Linked DNA regions of Gasterosteus aculeatus: region 1 is linked to region 2. The links are chromatin contacts, called in public Hi-C maps. All regions are on one chromosome and are shown on one strand. The core of a region is the stretch at or near the end of the contact, and the rest is flanking DNA. Distances in the headings are between cores, read along the strand shown.

Region 1 (5,329 bases), core at 2,022-4,521, 39 kb after region 2:
TTTAACCTCCGCCTTCCGAAGGACATTCGCTCTTCATTTTGAGTCTTTCTTTCGACACGCTTTCGGGCCGCGTTGGGGCGTTGAGCTAACGGTGCTAACAATAGTCCTCCACTGTGGTTTCGCACTGAAATATGTGTTTTTGATTGGTTTGGATTATTCTCAAGCACCACTAACGGGTCGACACTTTTGGCTAATCGGGAAAACTATTGAAAGGGTCTTTGGTAATCCCTTAAATGTTCCTTTGGCGCCCACCAGGAAGTCAAACGGCCCCCTCATCCTGTTAATTATCTCAACATTTACTCTGTTGGATTGTGGGAATTTCTTTTCCCGACATTCATTCAGCTCGGTAACCTTGGTTACGGTTGATCGGCAGCCGGTCTGTGGTCTCCGCCCAACGCTATTGGGCGGATCGGAGGAAACGCAATCACCCTGATGATCCGCTGGCATTTCACCCCGTGACCTTATCTTCAGGTCAGAATCGTACCTCGACTAAAGACGACGGCCGTCACCTTCGGGGGCCGATGTCGGTGTCCATCGACCAACCGTCACCTCAGACGCAGACACAAAAGCCTCCGTCTCCATTGTCTGGCGTCAGCTTCCTTCCACAAAGCGGAAAAAACGCCGCGGACCACTAATCATTAGCTGCGGGAGGGGACGAGGCTCAGGGCACCTTTTTCATTGGTTGTGCCACAAAGGAATCCGCGACATTACGGGCCCCATGTGAAGGATTTAGAATGGATGATCTATTAGCAGAAATGCAGTAAAGCATTCGTAACGACGTGTTTAACCACCAGCAATAAAGGACCAGAAACCTCCAGGAGGCCCCGTGGGTTTCACCGGTGACGGGCTGATAGAAGCTAACCGCAAGCGACTTACAACTGTGTTTGTTTGTTTATCCCCCCTGTCCCCAGGTACGACCCGGGCCCCTCGAGACGGAGAGGTCCCAGGGGTGGATTACAACTTCCTGTCGGTGGAGGACTTCCTGGAACTCGAGGACAGCGGCACACTGCTGGAAATAGGAACGTATGACGGTGAGGATTCGTACCGACGCAGGTGTGCCGATTCTCCCACGGGCACAACGAGCGTAGCGACGCGACGCGCGCGTCCTCCTACATGCAGGCGGGCTGTAAGATTGTCGCTCGGTCGATTCAGATTATGCCTGTTCGTGACGGGGGGGGGGGGGCGGTGCGTTCAGGAGACAGCCGGTCACTCCACATCTGCCCCTCTCACTCTGATTAGGACAGCGCTAAGTCTCGTACCGACACAAACCGTGCTGTGTAAACATCCGTGTGTGTGTGTGTGTGTGTGTGTGTGCGCTTTGTGTTTGCTCCAGAGCATGCGTGTGGTGCACGGCTAAGTCGAGCCCGTGCGTGTTTGTGTGTGATTGTGCGACGTTAATCTGCTTGGCACTGGTTCCGCTGTGTGTTGGCACGTTTCTGCCTTTCACGCGGGCAATGTCAAATAGCCGTCCACAGGAGCCCGTCCACAGGAGCCCGTCCACAGGAGCCCGTCTCCATCCAGACGACACTATTGATTCATTAATACACGGCTCGCGCGGTCTATGGATGTGCGATTGTTCAATCACATTGGCAGAGCGCTGACGGGGAACATCAACACTCGTGGCTGAATAGAAAATGTTCAGGAAGTAGTTTGGCATTTTGGAAAATATGGAAGTGATTTGCTTTGTTGCAGACAGCTGGAAGAGAAGATCAATAGCGATTACGGATTAAACGCGATGGGAGGAAACGTTGGACGAGCTGCTTGCTGGATTTTCTTGAGAAAGCTGGATTAGCTATTTCCGGTCCGAATGCTAAGCTATGCTAACAGGTTGTTACATTTAAAAGCTTTAAAACATATGGCAAACAAAGAGGACATTTAACTAATATTAAGAACATTCATTGGGATATTAACGACAATAAACAAGTAGAAAACACAGGTCAAAGAACAAAATAGCGGAAAGGTTTTAGATTCCCAGAAGGTTTCTGCCTCAACATATTTTTAAATCCCAGAACTAAACGTCTTCAAATCTCCCCAGGACAGTTTTTAGGGTCCAGCAAGGCTCCACCTCGATTAACCTTCTGGTCCCTGAACGAAACGCTTTGACTGTCAGGCTTTGTATCGACCGACAGACATCGAAGTGGCTTCAACTTCTCATGTAGACGCCTTCACCCACCTGGCGGGTTCAAGAGATCCATTTGCATCTATGCTAACAAAGGCAACGAAGCCACGATCCACTCCTTCCATTCTTTCCTTTCACAATAAACAAATACCGTATGTAAAGTACCTGTTGACCCGAGGGAGCAGAAATCCCCTCATAGGATTCCGCTGAAGTTCTAGCAGCTCTGGGACCGTTTTCCTGCAAGAATTTATTTGAACTTTTCAATTTGAACAATTGCTGACTGTCACAGTCTGTCACAAATCGACATCGACGTCGATATGCACAGTTTCCATGAGGAATGTTTAGCATTTTTGCGTTGCTCATTGGTCACGTCCCCGTGTGGAAAGGCCTCATCTCTGGTCAGGATTCCCTGAAGGCTCACATGCTCTGCGTGAGTCCCGCGGGGGCCACGGGGGCCTCTTTCTCTCCTATTCACAAAGAGTGAATGGGTACATTATCGTTACCATAACGATAAAGAAACGTGTTTTTTTGCTGAAACCGTATCAGTCGAAAAGAAAGCTGCTAAAACAAGCGGGGTTTTTGTGAGCCGCTCCATTGTTTAGTGCTCGGTCGGCATTCGCAGTCCAGACAATGCAGCTCAAACACCGACTGGAACTCTCCTGCTCTGCTCAGCTTCCTCGCCTCCTCCCGGCGTCTTTTCCCGCCAACCTTTACGCCCCCCCCCCCCTTTCATTTATTTTTCTTAAATCCCCTCTCCCCTCTCCCTGTCTCGTCTTGTCTCCCTCTGCGGGCTTCTCTCTCAAGCATGCTAATGTCCTCCTCGTTGCCTAGGTAACTACTACGGGACCCCCAAGCCGCCGAGGCAGCCCGTCGGCGGGACAGTGATTGCCGGCCATGCCGGCTCCCAGCAGTCCACCCCGAAGCGCACAAAGTCCTACAATGACATGCAACACGGCCGCGTAGTGCCTGCTGACCACGACGATGACGACCAGGCCTCGGAAATGAACAACAGTTTTACAGGTGAGGGGCGTCGACCTCCACGCCGACCCCCCCCCCCCCTTGTGTGTGTGTGTGTGTGTGTGTGTGTGTGTGTGTGTGTGTGTTTACCACCCTCCGCGCCGCTCTGTGGTGTCTGCCGGTTACATCATGCCTTTGTGGTTCCTTTTATTTTCTTTTTTTCCTCCGTGAGCCTCTGAACACCGCCATCTGCCTGCGAGGAGGGGGAGGGGGGGGGGGGGGGGGGGGGGGGAAGTAGCATCCTCTCCTCCCACAATGCACTTGTGTTCATCAAGTGTTCCCTTTTTCCCTCTGTACATCTTGGCAGAAGCCTCCCCCTCACCTCCCCCCCTCCCTCGCCTCCCCCACACATCCCCCACCCGCCCTGCATGTTATGCTCAATAATTTACATGATCTTTACAAGATCAGTGGTTCCCAACCACCGGGCCGCGGACCGGTAACGGTCAACAAATGGTTTCCTTTTGTCCCTTGCTGCTGAGGAATCTGCCCCTGCTCTGTTTGGCGGGTGGGAGGGGGGGTAATTAGAGAGTGAGCATGTGTGCTTCTGTCACCTGTTGTCCTCTTGCATGCGCAGGTCGTAACCCCCGGCTTTTGTTTCTCCTTCTGTCCTCGTCGTCCCCCCCCCCCCCCGCGTGCCGTGACCCAGGTTCTCTAGTGCGTAGCCTCTTCCCCTCTCCTCTGTTGTGCGCAGGTAACCCCAGCGACCAGGACGAGAGCCGCGGCGGCGGCGGCGGCCCCGGCGCCGCCCTCCGGCCGTACCCCGCCCGCGACAACGCTCCCTCCTGCGGTCTGAACAATGCGGCCGCCTGCACCGCCGAGAGCGGGCAGCAGACGCTGGCGGAGCCGCAGGTGTCCCCGGAGGAGCCGCAGGGCCCGCTGCCCGACAACTGGGAGATGGCGTACACGGAGAGCGGCGAGCTCTACTTCATAGAGTATGTATCAGCGAGGCCGCGGCGCCGCGCGCTCACCTTTCTCCTCTGGAGCACCTCACGCCGCAGCTCATTTTGGTGTTTTTTTTCCTGTATTTTACCTGCACAATTATCCCTTTTGTTCGTCCAGTGGCTTGTCTCCCCCCTCCCCCTCCCCCTTGCCTCCCCCCCCCCTCCCCACCCCATTATTTGGTTTTTTTAGGCCTCCCCAGCCAACCTGCCCAGCCCTCTGGGTGCCGCTGCTTTCCTGTTAATCCCTGCATGTCCCGATCTCTAAAGGAGATCACGTCCTGACTACCTCCACCTCTCTGTCCTCTCCGCAGCACGGCAAAGACACGCCACCCGGACACGGCTGTGTGTTTTCAGAGCTTGTATGTTCATTTCTGCTATCACCGATTTACAGTATGTTCTTGTTTTTTTTTAAACGATCGAGGTCGAGAAGTCGCGGTTGTTTGAGTCGGCTCCCGCGGGCTCGTTTGCCCCCCCCCCCCCTCCTCCTCGCCGCGGGCGCCTTTCTGTCCCTTCTGTAAACTCGCTGACGCGGTTCACTTTCTTATTGGCTGCTGTGCTGGTTTCGTGTGTCTGTTTGACGCCTTGAATGACCCCTGACCTCCTCCCCCCCCCCTCGTTGTTGTCTTGTCTGTTTCCTCTCAGCCACAACACGAAGACCACGTCGTGGATGGATCCCCGGTGCAGAGACAAAGCCTCGCGGCCGCCGGAGGAGTGTGACGACGATGGTAAGCCTCCACCCGTCGCCACAAAGCAGGTCGCCGGCGCCGCCCGAGGCCCCGCGGCCTCCTCGGGGACGCGTTCGGGTGTAGTGAGTAGTTAAAAAAAAAACTAAAAACAAGACAAATGATTTCCAAATAAACACATTTGATGAATTCCAAGTCGTGTGGAATTCTCAGATTGTAGAATTGCTCCATCAAGTGGTGAGAACGTGTTCATGTTCAGCTTTAGAAACTAAGGAGTTTTCTGTCTTCCTTTCTTTCATCCCTGGACTCCATCCCCGTCCCACCTGTCCTCGTCCCACCTGTCCTCCATCCCCGTCCCACCTGTCCCGGTCCCACCTGTCCTCCACCCTACACCCCGTCCCACCTCGCCTCCATCCCCGTACCAACTGTCCTCCACCCTCCATCCCCGTCCCACCTGTCCTCTACCCCGGTCCCACCTGTGCTCCACCCTCCATCCCCGTCCCACCTGTCCTCCATCCCCGTCCCACCTGTCCTCCACCCTCCACCCCCGTCCCACCTGTCCTCTACCC
Region 2 (5,610 bases), core at 1,423-3,922:
ATGAATAAATACATGAAATATGAATTTGAAATACATGATGAAATAAGTAAATGAGGCAATAAATACATAAAAATTAAATACATTTAATTATTTCATGGTACTTTTATTTCATAATGCCACCTTTCATTTCATGGTAGGCTACTATTATGAAATAGAAAAACGGCATTATGAAATAAAAGACTCTGGAAATGAAAAGTAACATTATGAAATAAAAGACTCTGGAAATGAAAAGTAACATTATGAAATAAAAGTACCATGAAATGAAAAACGGCATTATGAAATAAAAGACTCTGGAAATGAAAAGTAACATTATGAAATAAAAGTACCATGAAATGAAAAGTGGCATTATGAAATAAAAGTACCATGAAATAATTAAATGTATTTAATATTTATGTATTTATTGCCTCGTTTATTTATTTCCTGATGTATTTCAAATGCATATTTCATGTATTTACGTATTTATTCATTTATTTAATTTAGACTAAAACGGCATTCCATAATCCAGCGCCGTCTTCCTCTCCTCACATTCAGCTGGTGGCCCTTTCTCTGAATAAATAATAAGCAACCATGAAAATAACCTCACGGTCCGTATTGAGCTTTTGATTCTTTACTTTCTGCTGCTGTGATCGTCTTCTGAGCGTCGGCATGAGGCCATTCGTCCCGATGCGACTCACTTCTCCAGGAACGTTTTTTATATTATTTGGCAAATATGTCAAGCATCGGACAAACAGTTAATTCAATGGTGAGAGAAACACCTCCAGTCTCTTCTTTATGGGGCTGAAGTATCTTTGAAGTTTCTTGTATTGACTCGCTGGTTAATGTTTGATGACCGCGCATCGATTGTGGACTTGCGGCATTCCAGAGGTTCGGACGGACAATTGCCGTCACCCATGAAAACAAACACGCCCTGTGACTCGCCGCTCGGAGGGTTAGCACGCAGCATTTCACCAGTTGGGCCTCCGATTTTTTCGATTTCTCTCGATTCTCTCTAGAACGATTCGGTCTCGATTCAGAAAAGTTAATAATCGGAATTAAAAAAATATATAGAGTGATGCATTCACACAACTATAGAAGCCCATTTCTGCACTAATGTAAGGGGATAAAATTATGAGATAAAACGTTGTCAAAAAACAAACGCCCCCCTTCGGTGATCGTAGTGGACCGTCGATGACAACCAGCTACAACCATCATTTACCATCATTACCGGCACATTAAGAGCGATGCGTCCAGCTCGCAGACCGGTCCGTCAGTCTGAATCTGAATCTCTAATAACTTTACCGAACTATGGAGGAGCCTGCGCAGATCTTACCTCATTATTTCCATTTTACAAAAAGTCGATCCGTATTGAAAGTTGGCGAGATATTCACAGATTTTGACTTTTTTCTGGTATTTTACAAATACGGACCGGCCTGAGACTAAGAGAAGTTTCTTCATTTAAAAGAAAAATGAATCTGTTTAATGTTTTTTTTACAAAGGCTACTTCCATATTGTGTTGAAATGCAAGCTGCGTTGGTTCTTGCATCGTTGATAGAAAATCAGATTTGTGGCAAAGATTTTTTTTTCTCTTGTAAAAAATTAGAGAAAGTAATTCATCTGTTGATTTTCTTTAATTATCAAATAAAGTAGGAAATGATTAGCGACCTCTGAGTAGCAAACTCAGATTTGAGAAAATTCAGAAAATTGAGATGCATCGATAATCGTTTTATCAGTTTAGAATCGATAATCTTTTTAGAATCGATAATCGGTTTAAAATCGAATCGTTGACCTCTGAATCGGAATCGAATCGAATCGTGAGGTGCCAAGAGATTCCCACCGCTAATCGCTATGCAGGTCACTGCCCTCTATCTGCGGGGGGGGGGGGCTCAGAGAGCAGAGGCATGTGTGTCTCACCTGATCCCTGCGACTCGACGCCGCCGAGCGTATTTTCTTTGTTACAATCTAAAGATGCGTTTGGCTTCTGTTCGGTCGGCTTGAGGAGAGGAAAATAAAATGCTCTTGGTAACTTCATCAAACAATGAAAAACACAACATCATGAGAGTAATGGAGGAGCAGGCATGCTTTATTTTGGTGGGCCGGCCAGGAAGTTGCCATTGGCACAACAATCCAGCTGGACTTTTTCCGTGATGTTTTGTGTTATTGCAGATTTTTTTAGGAAATTTACAGCAAGAAAATATCCTCGATTTAACACGTTTATGTTGAAGCTTGAAGCAAAAAGCTACCGTCATGCTATAAAGGAAGTGACATCACCACCAACTTGAAAAGGTGCCACACTCACTCATCTGACCTCATTAACCTCATTGACCCGCCTCATGCTTTACATCACATGCACTGTTTTACACTGAGGGAACAGCGCGTGCATGTGAGTGGCTTCTGATGGGAAGAGGCAGGTTACCACTCAACACCCCCCCCCCCCCCCCTCCTCCTCCTCCAAGCGTGTCCTAAATGAATAAGTGAATAAAAATACATGAAAAGAGAGACTGGATGAAGCTTTATGGTTTAAGTCTAAATGCTGGAGCCTCTTGGGGGGGGGGGGGGGGATTAGACGCGGAGATTCTCTGTAATCCGCGTGCGGGAAGGACTCGGGTAGGTGTGTGTGTGTGTGTGTGTGTGGTCGGGGGAGGATTTTCCCTCAGCAGCAGCTGGACGCATGCGCCCCCCCCCCTCCCCCTTCCACGTCATTCCTCCACCCACAGCGCAGGAGGAGCAGCGGGGATGAACTTGCCTCGTTACCTGTTTAAAGGAGCCGCCGCTCGCGGGAACAGGTGAACGTTTGTTTCTACGACCTGGGAAAGTTTTCTAACAAAAAGCAAAAGGAAAGTGCGGGAGGGGGCGGGGGGGGGGGGGGGGCTGAATTCTATCGGACATGAGGAGAAGGGTCTATTAGACCCCACCGCGAGGGACTGGAGCGCGTGAACACTGACCGAAACAACGACAGAAGAAGCGAAGCCCATTCGGATTCCAGACGTCCCCCGGACGGGCGACGCGTCTCGAGAGGAGGGGGGGTGGGGTGGGGGGGGCAGAATGACACCCGGACGCCCCGAAGTCTTCCGCCCGCTGGGACTACTTCTTTGCTATGCATCGGCCGGTTTTTGCAGCGTTCCGTGGAACTAGCGGGGGTTTCGGTGAGTGCGCGCGGGACCCGAGGGCACCATGTCCAAAGCGCTCCAGAGGCGGAACCACTGGAGCGCCAAAGTGAACCAGTGCCTGGTGGCGCGCGACGCGCGCGGGGAGCTGAACGTGCGTCTCCGCGGCGGAGCGGAGAACGGAGAGTTCCCGTACATCGGGCGGGCCGAGGAGGGGGAGGAGGACGCGGTCTGCCGGGACGGCGGCCCGCGGGAGGGGGAGCTGCTCCTGGAGGTGGAGGGGCTCCCCGTGTCCGGATTACCCCTCTATGACATTTCTAATGCGATGACGTGCTGCGAGGGGCCCGTCCGGTTAAAAACTGTGCGTCAAGGTAAGAAAACCTGATCAAAGTCCCTGGGTCACAGTGTGTGTGTGTGTGTGTGTGTGTGTGTGTGTGTGTGTGTGCGCGTGTGCGTGAGATGAGCACACGTGCACCAGAGTCCCAGGGGAAGATGTTTCATAAATGCCAGCATGGGCGCATCCAACAACACGCTGATGGGTGAAGTAGGGCGGAGGAGCGGGCTGATGTGGAGCGGCTCCGACAGTCCCCCTGCCCTCATTCAGTCCTCAGCATCACCGAGGGGTCGGACCCGGGGGGGGGGGGGGGGGGGGGGTCGGGGGGGTCACGGTATGGCCCTCTTGCAGACTGTTCTTCCGACATGTAAAGCTTTATCGGCCTGATGGGGCCGAAGGAGAATAACGCACGTTATACCCAAATTACCACCGCACCTCACTTCGATCAATAGGAAATCTATTGTACAGTCATCTACAGTTTATTTATCTGTCATGTTGTTCTCTTGCATGATTTATAATCAAATGTTTGTGTTCTACTTGGCAAAGGCTGACTGGTACCTCAGGGACGTTTGGGCTTGATGTTTGCTCCCTAACAAAGGAATCAGCTGATGGCAACATTACACGAAAATAATTAGCAATATCATACAGCATCGACGATATGATTCTACATTTTGGCATTCAAGGGGTGTGTTGTCTATTTACTCGGATTCTTTATGACTGAAAAGTGATCTCATTGTGTACATTTTTTTCCGAAAGCAACATATTTACATTTGGTGTAAATATATTGTGATATTTTCTCTGACCCTCACGAGTTTGTGGGCGGGATTGGTGAGAGCGGGACACCACTCTTGGGCAGCTGCAGTTATTTTTGGAAGTTCCTCCTGCGTGTTGTGATGAGATTGACCCATTGCCACGGTCTGCAGCATCTGCATCTGTCCGAGAGAGGTTGGGGGGGTCGGCGGGTGGTGGAGGGTGTGTGGGTGGGGGTGTGGGTGGGGGTGGGGGTGTGGGTGGGGGTGGACTGGCTTTCTGTTGTTCTTCCTGTCGGCCAAAACCGGATGTTCTGTGTTGTGAAAAATTAAATATATATATATATATATTTTTAATTTCAAGTCGGATTTTAATTGTCTATTCACACAGGCTGAATCTCATTAACCCCCCCAGCAGTGTTGCACCATGGGGGATTTTTAATAGCAATGCTGCGTCGCCCCGACTTTGGGCATCAACTTTTTTTCCCCAGGCGTCTTTGTGGCCTTGTCGTTACCCTCTCACATGAGTCAGTGGATTCTCCTTTTCCGTGTGTGGGGGGGGGGGTCTCCTGTCCGAGCGGCTCACAGGCCTCCATTGTGCCCGCCGGCCTGTCGGCTTCCCATGCAGGACGGAAATGGGTGGCTGGAATCGCCCTCCGTTCCCCTCCAAAGAGCCGTGGGTTCGCATTACGCGCCGTCCCGGTTCGTACGTGGGGGAGGGTTTGTTCTGTGTTAATTATACTTCACCCCCCCACAGGTGTGCAGCTCCCGCCAAGGAATTCAGTAAGAAATCCACCTGAACGATATTCGTGTGGTGAAAAGGTGGAATGAGCCTTGAGTTTTGTGTGTTATTTACATAAAAATGACTTTGATTGGAGTCTTAATTTCTTTTCCCACTTTTCATGTTTTTGACCCTCCGTCTGTAAACATTATTAAGCTGTCACTCTCCTTGTTGTGTGTCGTTACCATGGCTACAGGTGTAATTCTCCTCGTCCGTTTACCGTCGACTTCACAATCGCACGAATTGAAGACCTCCTGGAACTGAACAAAAGTGAAGCCAAATGAGCGAGCTTGACGAGAACGAACTAAAGTGACACGAACCGTCTTTAGGAGGAAATGTATCCTTGCGTCACCCTTTGGTCCGTGGGCTGACGCTCTGTAGCCTTGACTTTGATATTTTGTCTTGTTTTTAGTTATTTTGCAACTCCAAGTGACACGAGAGGTGGGGAGGGGGGGCAAAGTCAAACCAAACACTAAGTATTTGGTCAAGTTACTGGGTAAGTTTGTTGTTTTTAGAATATTATCCCTTATCCTTCTGTCTCATGGGACCTTTGCTAACGGAGGCGCTCGTAAATGAGCAGTTGAATCGTTTGGCGTCATTTCGGGGTTAAAGTGCAAAGAGGGAGTGCGTTCGGACGTGTTCGGACTTTGACCCACCAGTGCA

What was found. Hi-C and Micro-C count contacts between places; a contact is called where the count stands out from the background.
Region 1: a Hi-C map of skeletal muscle shows a contact between it and region 2, with 1.5 times the contacts expected there. The contact joins the enhancer-like site here to the promoter of LOC120828932 in region 2. A contact is called at or near these places in 3 of 6 Hi-C or Micro-C datasets (liver and skeletal muscle).

Annotation. Positions count from the first base shown.
Region 1 is chr2:2,663,885-2,669,213 of fGasAcu3.hap1.1, forward strand. It overlaps LOC120828932 (membrane-associated guanylate kinase, WW and PDZ domain-containing protein 1-like), which reads left to right. Exons shown (of 20, transcript XM_078086142.1): 3 at 912-1,031; 4 at 2,951-3,139; 5 at 3,828-4,068; 6 at 4,720-4,802. Among protein-coding and RNA genes, the nearest start is that of LOC120828918, 23 kb to the right of the region's middle. Within about 2 kb of position 3,272, at least 2 of the 9 cell types and tissues checked have open chromatin away from gene starts, as enhancers often do.
Region 2 is chr2:2,625,248-2,630,857 of fGasAcu3.hap1.1, forward strand. It overlaps LOC120828932 (membrane-associated guanylate kinase, WW and PDZ domain-containing protein 1-like), which reads left to right and starts at 2,673. Exons shown (of 20, transcript XM_078086142.1): 1 at 2,673-3,454. The coding sequence starts at 3,151.